Linked DNA regions of Pan troglodytes: region 2 is linked to region 1. A link is a contact called in public HiChIP or PLAC-seq data. All regions are on one chromosome and are shown on one strand. The core of a region is the stretch at or near the end of the contact, and the rest is flanking DNA. Distances in the headings are between cores, read along the strand shown. Region 1 holds the start of SYT10 (synaptotagmin 10). Region 2 holds the start of YARS2 (tyrosyl-tRNA synthetase 2).

Region 1 (5,829 bases), core at 2,700-5,199:
TATACAATTGTGATGTGAGCTCCAGTGACTGTGAGCTTAAGTGGGATTGATTAGCTGTGATTTATGACGTCTGCCTTTTAAGCAACATAGGTTCCTTGAAATTGATGAGGATTTGAGCAGCAATTAAGGAGTAATCAGAAATTAAGCTAAATCCAGTTTAAAAATGATTATATGTATTCAGTCACAGTATGCCTGAAAAATAACTTTTGGGCCCAATATGTTGCTTTGTATTTTCCCTAAGCATTCTAATATTAAATCATATTGTGCATTGAGATTAATTTAGTGGGTGACATATCTATTTCGGGAGAGGGAGAGAATCCATGGTAAAAAGACTCAAAATATCTGATATTCTAAAAAGTGCACATGGTGAACTTTCTAGAATATTAGTAATGCTGGCACATATAATGACTCTGACAAACTACGCCAAAAGAGTAAATGAACTTGTGTTGGCAACTTTAGTGTAAGTCTTCACCAATTTTATTAAAGTATGAGATTGGTCATGTTGTGATCATATTGTGATTGTGAGATCCTCAATGGCAACAATACTGCTGCTGCTTCTGCTACTGCTGATATGGTAAAAATAATGGTGATACTTGCACTTCACCAGCATTTGCAAAACCCGTAAGATAATATCTTACATATATACATGATTTGTAGCTCCCTTCATGTAGAATGATTTTAACTGGAATTACCTGAATTTCTCTCCCACTATCTCTATGTGAAGGAATTAAAAATATACACAATTTTGGAGCTTGTAATTATCACTGTAATGTTAGAACAACCAATACCATCTGGGCAGTGCTGATTAACTTTCAAAGTAAATAAGCACTGTGCCATTCAACATTGTTGATGTCTTCCTACAAAAAATGGCCTTCTCATTAAACGATGAGTAGAAGGATCACTGGAAGTGCTTTATTTAGGTACCTATAATAACAAGCATGAGAGCACAAGTTATAAGAAAATCTACTTTAAAGGACAGTGTGACGCTGGGTGGCTAAGAAATATAATTAAATATTTGGCAAACAATCTTTAAATCCACTTCATAGATATCTATTAACTTTGAGTGTCTATTTGTAGATTAAAGTATTTTACTTCTAACTGTTGCTTGGATTCGCAAATGAAAAACGTATAGCAATCTTGTCTTTATACGTCATACACAACTTAGTGGAATATCTTTCCTAGTAACAGCCAATAAATATGTGTGTTCCTATATTATAAATCGAATACCCCACTTGTATATATTATGTAGTCTATTTTTCCTCTTAAGGGGAGGAAAATATTCTTGCAATTGTTTTAGACTAATTTTTCTCACTTTTTATTCCCAAGGGGAAAAGTTCAAAAGGAATTCAGACTACAACTACTTCTTGCAGTGATTAGGAAAAACTGAGAACTATTTCTATAATTCATATACTATAGTTTATCTGAAGCTGATACAGTTGTGCATTTTGGACAGATTTCAGAGCTGGGATTTGGTTTCTAACTTCCACATATTTTCCTCATTACCAGCCAGTCTGAGACCCGGGAAACCACTATTTGGTGTGTGATCACAAAAGGGCAGGAAAGAGGAAAATCAGTAGTTTTATTTACAGCATCAACTGTTCAATTACCAAAGCACAATCTTCAAACTTAAATACTCTCATTTCGTCCAGTGTAGCCCCTTCTCTGAGTGTTACCTTTAGCAAGTGGGTCACTAAAGACGTTTCTGAAAAGCTTATCTAATATCACCACAGAGGACTCTGAGGTCACACTATTCTGGTCTTTACCTCATACTTAGCAACGATACGCACGACACAGAATACAACATGCTCACACAGTGCCTTCCACTGAGTTTCATACACTCCTAGGAATTTAACACCTACTGAACGAATGGAAATGATTCTCAGTTGTGTTTATACACTGAGAAAATTTTAAAGTTTTCCTATCCAGGGTCCAAGCAGCGGCATCTCTTCAAGCTCTGCCAAGTGCAGACAGAGCCCCCTTGGCTCACCTTGCCGTGGATCAGAGAATACCAAACCCTGCAGCTACCCATGTGAACGATGGAATGTAAAAGCTAAACTAAACCCATTCCCACTCCCCGCTTGGCTTTGACGCAGGGGTGGTGGTGGAGAGGATTCACTAAGTGTGCCCCGCTTTGCTCCCTCCCAGCACGCAGGGCTCCATGTTGTCCTGAGCTTGGCTGTCCAGCTCTTGTTGCCCTGACTACCTTCAACTCTTAAAATCCCGCCAGGAGATCAAAATGACAGGAAAAGCAAAGGGAAAGAACCTAGAGAAGGAATGGCAACCTTCCAGTCGAAAATCCCCAAAGCAGTGTTTTTTGACTCCTAGTGCAACAAGTGACCCTCTCAAGCGGCTCTTGAAACCACGCAGCCCGCAACTCGGGGATCCACCTCGCGTGCGCCCGAGCAGCACAGCAGGCTGGACACACCAACCTTTTCCCCAACCGTGACCCAAACAGTGGCTTGGATTCGATCCTTTCCACCCCCAAGCCTTGAGGAAAATCCACTTGAGACTTTTTTCCATCTCCAGATTTCCGACGGTCGATATCCTCCTGCATCCAGCCCATTTCCTAGTTTCCTGAAGGGTAGGGAGGACGTCTGAGTTGGATGTCTGAGAGCGTGCGTGTGCTAGGGATTTTAAACGTTTCCCCTCTCTTCCACTTCTTCGATATGTGCTCTGAGCTTTAGGTGTCGCCTCACAAATGGGATCAATAATCCCTGTTTTACCAACTTTGTCATGAAACCCTAGAAAATCATATATATTAAAAGGGCTTTAGAAATTGTCAGGTGCCCGACAGGTTGCAGCCGCGAGTTACCTCGGAGGCCAAGGCAGCCACCTCTGCAAGGGAGTTCTGCGTCCAAGCATGGCTTGTCCGTCCAGCCTGGCCCCCATCAACAAGGCCGGGACCAGCGGCCGGTGGAACGAGCGAGAGCAGCCCTAGTCCCACAGGTGAGCCGCCCCCACAAGCAGCCAAGCCGCGAGCCGTCCCGGCGCCGTCACCGCCCGCACTCACCTCTCCACTCCGGGAGGGAGATGGGAGGCGCGGGAGAACGCGGAGAGGCGCGGCGAGGCTGGGAGCGGGAGACGGCGCCGGGAGGCGGGAAGCGGACCAGAGAAAGGGAGAAGCCCGGCAGGTGGACAGGAGGAAACAAAACCCAAACGCCCCACCCTCGACGTCGTCAGGAGCTGAGCGAAGGAAGGAGCGAGGTAGGAAAGCGCGGCGCCCCAAATATGCCCTGGGAGCGGCGCGGGAGGCGCAGAACCCCGGAGCTTGCCGCCTAGCGCGCGGGGTCCCAGCGGAGCGCGAGGACGCGAGCGGAGCCCTCCCGGTTACCTGTGCTGCTTCCGCCCTGGCTGCCCCTGTCCCGAGGGAAGATGCCCGAGCACTTCTCCCACTCCACCTGGCCGGCGAAGCACAGCTCGGTGACGATGTGCAGAGCCTTCTGGCACAGACTGTTCACTCCGTCCTCCTTGTGGAAACTCATCGTTTGGCTTTTCTTTCGCTTTCTCTTTTTTTCCCAGTTAGCCGTCTTTTCCTCTTCCCGTACCTCTAACCCCTCTGGCGCCCTAAGCCATAGTCCGCCCGCGGTGACTTTGGCTGGAGATTGCGCCGCTGAGAGCCGGCAACTCTTAGGAGCCCCACGTTGGCCCCATGGCGGGAGCGGAGGGCGCAGGGGAAGGAGAGGCGCGCGAGGAGGCTGCGGCTGCGGCGAGGTTTGCGCCAACTCTCCCGCCGCGCGAGCGAGCCGAGGCGCCTGGAACTAGAGACCCGGCATGGAGTGCTGAGGGGAGGGGGGAGCCGTAAAAAAGCCAAAGCAAGCCCTCGACTCGCAAGCACGCCCCACTCCTCTCCCCAGCGCACTGGTGTTTCTGGCGGGTGCCTGGCGGCGACGCGTCCAATCGCAGCCCGGCGCGGGCGCTAGGTGACAGGCGGCGGAGCGCGCAGACCCGGCTCCCCGCGTCCTCTGAAGAAGGGACTCGCGAGGGAGGGAGGGAGGGAGGGCGGGCGGCCCGGCGCCCCTGCCGAGGCCGGGGATGCTCATCGTTGCCCAGAGTTGGCCCGAGGAGCCCTCTCCGTTTTCCCAATACTTTTCCCTGCATCAATGCAGCCATCCCCGCCGCCTTTGTCTCTCCAACTTTTCCACGGATGTATTCTACTTTCTGTGCTATCTGCTTCTGCCCTTCTGGAAAAGTCATCCCAATAGAAGAAAAACGGAAAAAGTTAATTAGAAAAAAGAATGCGTGAATAAGCAAACCCTCTTAGGTAGATCACAAAATAAAATGTTATTTGTACTAATAATCAGATAAGATTCTGTCGATTAATCCGTAATTGGTGATTGAGAATGCACAACTTGACTCCCTCCATCTCCTTTCTTAGCGACTTAAAACAAGACATGGGTGTTAAAGGGAACAGGATTAAGTTCAAATCTGTCACACATCTCAGCCTAACCTTGAAGTTGTTTTCAGGTCTTGGCGATCCTCCGACTTCAGCCTCCCTAGTAGCTAGGACTCCAGGGACTCCAGGCGCTATCTTTTTTTAAAACTTATTGTAAAGACAAGGATCTCACTATGGTGCCCTGGCTGGTCTTGAACTCCTGTGCTCAATCAATCCTACCGCCTTAGCTTCCCAAAATGCTGGCACTAGCCACCACGGCCGGCCTGCTTTCGGGTCTTTGCCTGAGTCTGTAAAATGGGAGATTTGGACTCGGATGTCTTAAGCTCACCTGTTTTTATAATTCTTTAATGCAAATGGGTGCAAATCACTAGAACTAAAGCGACAAAATAAAATTAATAAACATGGGCTTCAGGATATAATATGTTTATATGGTTTTTAAACTGTTTTCGGGCAGAGTTTGATCCCATATCATAACCTGAGGATTGATTTAACCCTCTTGTGATGAGGGATTCTTTATTTTTGAAGTGGGATACATTGAACTTGTTAGCGTGTCTATGCTAGTAGAATAAGTAGTCTTTTTTAAAAACAGCTAATCAGTTCATGGTAAATTATTTGCTTTGCACAGGACTATGGTAAACCTACTATAAATATTAGGCATAGCACTCCAGTAGGGAAGCATTCATTAGTTGAATCATTTTGACCTGATCCATAGGACGATTGGTTTAACTAGGACTATTTTTACCACGAATTAAGACAAACTAAAATCTGCAGGCTTCATTTGGTTTTTGTCTTTATGCACACTGACTTGGGTGGTTTTTAAGTCAAATTGTCTAAAGAAATAATTTCACTGTCAATCAAAAAATATTAAACATCTACTGTATGCCCAAAACTAAATAACACACTTTAATAAGGCCCTTTCCAATTGCCTTTTGCCCCCCATTCTGCTACAGTCTACACAGACAGACCGGTAGAAAACAACCTGCAATGCAATGCTGTACTTTCATATTTACCATATGAACTAATTGCTGTGTAGGAGGACCAAATGAGTAATTATCTTTATACTACTTACAGATTCTAATTGCTTAAGTGGAGTAATGCAGAAGGTCTCCCTAATGACCCTCTTGTGTTTGATTTCAGTGTTAAACATTAAGTAAACAGATTCTGAAAATAACTTTCCTGGTATTTGTTTATGCTGTTCCTGGCCTGTTGCTACTCTTACTGCTGTGTTTTCACAACAAGCAGAGTTAATTTCACTTGGATATTCGTTTTTCTGAATTCATTTCTCTGAAAAAAATTTTCTTTCATCTAAAATGAATATCACAGGTTTTGATTTTTTTCTTTGTTCTTTGGACCATCTCACAGCTCATTAGCAGGCGAATCAAAACAGTTTTGTTTGTCACTAACTAAAAGCTCAGGTAAGAATTTTGGGCAAAGTA
Region 2 (5,878 bases), core at 1,829-4,328, 700 kb before region 1:
AGGAAAGTCATATACCTTTTAAGTCTTAAAGAATTATTCCTAGATTACTTTGATGTTACAGAGCATCAAAATTTTTTTTCACTTTTTGTTGCAGGTATATTTGTTTCTCATTAATTCATATTCTTCCAAGAGTTTAAGGCAATTTGATTTAAGGAGAAATCATTTCTTAAGAGGATCTTTAAAGTCATATTTGTGAGAGAAGACAGACAAAGGAAAAATAAGGGCAGTCAAGTTTAAGTTGAAAGGAGTGAAAAAACTAGAATATGCAGGTGATAAAATCCTAAGAACTTGCTAGATACAGATCAAAAAGTTGGCTCTACATTTTCTAGCCGCCCACTGTTTTTCTGCTTTAACCAACAAAGTGTTTAACTTCAGAACACAGTAAAAATTAGTCTTCTATGATGTAATGGCTTATGTACAGACAGAAACTACGTTAAAAACAAAAAAACTATAAAATGTACATAGATTCAATGGCTAAAATTACATCATGAGTTTATGGTGTCAGTTTTTCTCAGCCCGTTATTCAGAACTCACCTTTCCACTGAATCGTCCGGTTGCCTGACAAAGAACTGATACAATTCAAATGGAGATGTCTTATCTCTGTTTAGCCAAACAGCGTTGCCAGCAGACTTTCCCAGCTTTGCTCCAGTTGTACTTGTAATTAGAGGAACGGTGATTCCAAATACATCTTCTCCAGTCAACCTACGCATAAAGAACAATTTCATTATGTGCCTCAAGCACAAGTGGTGGTAGGTTCTACTGTTCACCTTCCAGATTTCTTTCTGGTTACTTGCTCCAGGAAAACTTCCTTGACCTCCTAAATCTGAATTCTTGTCCCTCTTATGTATTGTTACAGTACTTACTCTATTCATTCTGAACCTCATGAGTGGTTCCAGGCAGGTTCTAGGCAGGCCAAGGGGAAGTGCTACATAACAATGGACTAGAGATTTTGAAAGGCTGAGTGGGAAGGAGAAAACTGGGTGAAGGGGTGTCAGGAAGAGACACTAAAGGAAATCTTCTAAACGCCTTTTAAACATGTGCTTTGCTCTGTTGCACATGAGCTAGCCCTATCCTTCACCTCTCTCAAGAAAATGCTATTAGACCCGCATTACTTGTCAATTATTTGGAGTTGAAAAAACTTTTTGAGATACCAACCAAGGACTAACACTAGTTTCATGGAGGGTGCAGAGCTAAAGCAGAGGCTAGCTACTCAAGGAGGCCCAGTCACGTTCTGGTATAAACACACAAAAGCAGTTTCTCTAATTAGAGAGGACGACTTAGGCGAAGCAAAACAGACCGACCAAATCTTCACTAGTGGTCTGTTTCCCTTTTTTTTTTTTTTTTTTTTTTTTTGAGACGGAGTCTCCCTGTGTTGCCCCAGGCTGGAGTGCAGTGGCGCGATCTCGGCTCACTGAAACCTTCGCCTTCCGGGTTCAAGAGATTCTCCTGCCTCAGCCTCCCGAATAGCTGGGATTACAGGCGTGCATCACCACGCCCAGCTAATTTTTAGAATACACCCTTTACTCTTAATATCCTTAATTCAGCCCTTTAATTCTTATTAGCCAGTGTTATTAACGCCATTATAGAGCCTTAATGGGGATAAAACCAACAAGAGCTGGAACGAAGGGCAGCAACTACAATCCTAAGAGTGAATCACAGGCTACTAGTGTGTAAATTATTTGGTCCCAGGATTTCCCCAAGGTTTAAAGGCACTTACTTGTTGATGAACTCATATCCGGACATGATGTTGCCTAGTTGATCAGATCCGCCCAGCTGGACCCTGCATCCATAACGCTGGAAGAGGTAATAGAAGTCATAGGCCTGGAGCACCTGGTAAAAGAACTCGGCCAAGCTCATGCCCTCGGGGCTCTTGAGCCGCAGCTGCACGCTCTGCCGGCTCAGCAGCGTCCCCATGCGGAAGTGACCCCCCACTGCCGCCAGGAAGTCCACCAGGCGCTGCTTCTGGTACCAGGCCGAGTTGTCCAGCACAGTGAAGCTGCCCCAGGAGCGCCCATCAGTGAAAAGCTGCTGGTGATTAGCCGCCAGGGCCTCAAGCCCTAGGCGCAGAGCTCGCGCGTTGGCTCGCACGCGCTCTGTCTCCAGCGCCTCGCGTTCCTTGGTACGGCCGCTCGGGTCTCCCAGGCGCGCCGTGGCGCCTCCCACCAGCGCGATCACGTTGTGGCCCGCTCGCTGCAAATGAAACAGGCCCAGCAGCGCAAGTAGATGACCCACATGAAGCGAGTCTGCCGTGGGGTCGAAGCCACAGTAAATGGTTTGGGGAAAACTCGCCGTGCCACGGTCGAAGAGCTCTGGGAGCTCTATTTTCGTCCCCGTCTCCGGGAAGAAGTCCTTGAACAGACCTCGAGCCTTCTGCGCTGCCAGTAACCCCTGAGCGCCCGAGTGGGCCTTACGCAGCCCCAAGGGCAACAATACTGAGAGATTTAGGGTACCAGACCACCGGCCCCAGGAAAAGGACCGCAAGATGGGCGCCACCATCTTGGTGGCGGCACGAAGGGAATGCTGGGATTGCAAAGACTCCCACCACACCCACCTACTTACAGCTCCTAGGGAAGGTGCTTCAGTGTTTTTCTGCGCATGCCCGAGACGGTTACGTAGTTACGGAGCTTGCGCTCTCAGCAGTTGAGTCCCGACTCCAAGTGGCGATTCCGCCTCAGAGCCGTCGCCTTACGTTCCCTTAAACTTAATTTTTCCATCAGCAGTGTGGATCTGCTTATGATAGTTCCTACCTCATAAGGCTGTTGTGAGCCTTAAAAATTAAAGCATTTGGCACATAACGCTTCACAAATGCTGACTTGTATTTACATTTTCACGTAAAAAGATTGTGATGCGCAAGTTCTTTGAAGTCTTGGTTCCATGCAAAAAGCTGCTCACAGAGGTTGAGAAAGGTTAGGAATTGGTTTAACTTCGCGGAGGGATAGGGAGTTGCTGCTGAGACGCAAGCAATTTCATAGTACCGATTCCCTAATTGCACCTCAGTCCCCAGTATTCATCAACTCTTCCAGGAGGTGGCAGTCTTGTCCAAGGTATAGCAAGAAAAACTCAGTGCAATAAAGTACATGCATCAAGTCCTGTGGTTTATTTATTTTAAATACAGTTAACTAGGTTGGGACACAGCTTAGCATGAGTGGATTCAAATTAGTAATCACATCGTGCAGCGTGACAGGTGCTCTGAATACTGACCAGGGATGAGGTTCTTATCGGCAGCTGGCTGGCAGGTGATCTAGCTTCAAAATCCCATGTTAGAGCCTGATTTCTAGGACCGCTTTCAAAATCATCTTAGGTAGAATTCCCTGGACTCTGAGTTGGGGGGGAGACTGGTTTGCAGGAGGGTAATTGGAGTGTGCTCTTAAGAACAACACCTATAATGGAGTGAGGGAGGCCGGGTTGGGCGGAGGGAGAAAGAAGTGGAACTGTGAACAATTTGTAATAGAGGCCTCAGGCAATCCAGTAAGGGCTCTGGAGCCGGGATTTCCTTTCAGAGTCATCCTGAATTGAGGCCAGGGGGCAGACCTTTAGACCCTCTTACTGACTGCTCATTAAATGTGGGATGTTTCTGGGGAGGAAGCAAAACGCTGGGTTAAGGCTTTTGGAGAGTGAGATGTGCAGGAAGGGACTCCGCTGTGAGCAATAAGCAACCAACACTCCCAGCAGCTGGGGGATTGAGTGCCTTGGTCCTGTGACTGGGATCTGGGCCATGTTCCAAATCATTCCCTACAGGACTTTTCCATTTTTTAACGTTATAAAGTTATCTAACAAAATGAAAACTTATTTTAATAATTAGTTTCTTTGCATGTATAATTATCAGTGAATTAGTTTCTCATTGCCAAATAGTAACTTCAATAGGATTTTGAGATACTCATTCAATAGGCTATTAAACATACTCCCAACTGCTTAAGAAAATAGTGTGTTCTTTCATGTTATTATTCAAAATATCTTAAAATTTGCAATCATAACCTGTTGATCTTCAGTGTATTTTTTTTTTTAAGTGTCACTCTGTTGTCCACACTGGAGTGCCGTGGCAGGATCATGGTTCACTGCAGCCTTGAACTCCTAGGCTCCAGCGATCTTCCTGCCTCAGCCTCCCAAGTAGCTGGAGCTACAGGTGTGGACTACCATGCCTGGCTAATTTTTATTTTTTGTTTTTGTAGAGACGGGGGTCTCACTGTCTTGCCCAGGGTGGTCCTAAACTCCTGGCCTCAAGCAAGCTTCCCACCTCTGCCTCCCAAAGTGTTGGGATTACAGGCACGAGCTACTTTGCAAGGCCAATCTGCAGTCGTATGGTCCACCACTTTGATCAGGGACAGATTTCAGTAGGTATGGCAGGAAATTCTCCTGAGCACATGTAAGGAAACTCACATCTGGGCCACTTGTCACTTGAAAGCCAAAAACCCAAGAGAAGAGCTGTAGTGAAAGTAAAGTTAGCTTTATTCAAGAGACCAGCAACCCCGAGGGATGCAGTGAGCTAGCGTTCAAAGACCACCTCTGGTTTTTAAGGGCAATTAAGAGAAAGGATGATAAAAAGATTTTTGTGAAACGTGTGCAGTCTCAGGTCGGCAGTAAATCATTGCTTTCTTGGTCAATATTTTGTGACTTTCTGCAGGTACCATCAGCCTATTCTTATTAGGTCGGTCAGCCCATTCACAGAGAGGCTGATCTAGGTTTTTTTTTTTATCTCTGTTCAAGATCCTGTTTTTCTGAGGCTGATTTTAGTGAATGATCTACAAAATCAAGCAAAGCAATAATTGTATTCAAATAAGCAAGCTTTCCTCTAACATGGAATCAGTACTGTCACACACACAGCAAACGGTGCTTTCTATTTGGTACCTTAATACATAGGGCACACATGTGTTTCTGGTGACACACAACTCTCTGGCTTTTACAGGCGTGTTAGTAATTTGAAAATCCTACTTGTTACAACGGTATGCCAGGGTTACTTGATGTCAGGGTTACTTGATGACCTGTGCTTAATGGAGAAGAATTTTGTGGATAATGAGAAATAGAAAATTTCTACCTGGGATTAAAATTTATTATAAAGTCTTTTAAAAATAGATTTGAGCTCTGCTTTGTCTCTTAAGTTTAGTTGCATCTCATGAAGAGGCAGCAAAGTCTGATATAGAAGGTGGTGTCGGGCCGGGTGCGGTGGCTCACGCCTGTAATCCCAGCACTTTGGGAGGCCAAGGTGGGCGGATCACTTGAGGTTGGTAGTTTGAGACCAGCCTGACCAACATGGAGGAACCCCATCTCTACTAAAAATACAAAATTAGCCAGGCATGGTGGCGCGTGCCTGTAATCCCAGCTACTTGGGAGGCTGAGGCAGGAGCATCGCTTGCACCCACGAGGTGGAGGTTGCAGTGAGCCGAGATCATGCCATTGCACTCCAGCCTGGGCAACAAAAGCCAAACTCCGTCTCAAAAAAAAAAAAAAAAAAAAAGGTGGTGTCACAGGAGGTGCTAGATGAGACTTGACAGTAGCTCAATGACAGTAACAAGCAACAAGTTTGGAAAATACAGTCAGATCAATTACTCTCTTTTTATAATTTGTGTTGGTATTATAGGGGAAATTGGGCTTTGTCCCAAAGACAGGAGCAATAGTAGAAGATGGGACTTCCAAACCTTTGGAATTATATCCGTGGCTAAAATTTGATGGGATTGCACCCATGGTTTGCATTTGGGTTACAAAAAAGTGACCAAGTTAATTCTTGCTGTTTTTATTGGCTTAAAAAGTGAGTGAACAAGGGTTAAAAAGTATTTTTAAAAATATGATTTATCTCAACTGTAATAACTTGAGGTTAACTGGCCTTGAATTAGAGGCACATGTGTTTTACAGTTACCTTTTCCTGCAACAAAATGCCACATAA

What was found. HiChIP or PLAC-seq counts read pairs in DNA pulled down with a chosen protein or histone mark.
Region 2: an H3K4me3 HiChIP or PLAC-seq map of stem cell-derived excitatory neurons shows a contact between it and region 1, with 4 times the contacts expected there. The contact joins the promoter of YARS2 here to the promoter of SYT10 in region 1. A contact is called at or near these places in 1 of 7 Hi-C or Micro-C datasets (induced pluripotent stem cells) and 1 of 1 datasets of contacts at active chromatin or transcription factors (stem cell-derived excitatory neurons).

Annotation. Positions count from the first base shown.
Region 1 is chr10:62,029,023-62,034,851 of NHGRI_mPanTro3-v2.0_pri, reverse strand. It overlaps SYT10 (synaptotagmin 10), which reads right to left and starts at 3,949. Exons shown (of 8, transcript XR_673435.5): 1 at 3,332-3,949.
Region 2 is chr10:62,726,079-62,731,956 of NHGRI_mPanTro3-v2.0_pri, reverse strand. YARS2 (tyrosyl-tRNA synthetase 2) reads right to left here and starts at 3,078. Exons shown (of 6, transcript XR_010148052.1): 1 at 1,718-3,078; 2 at 535-702.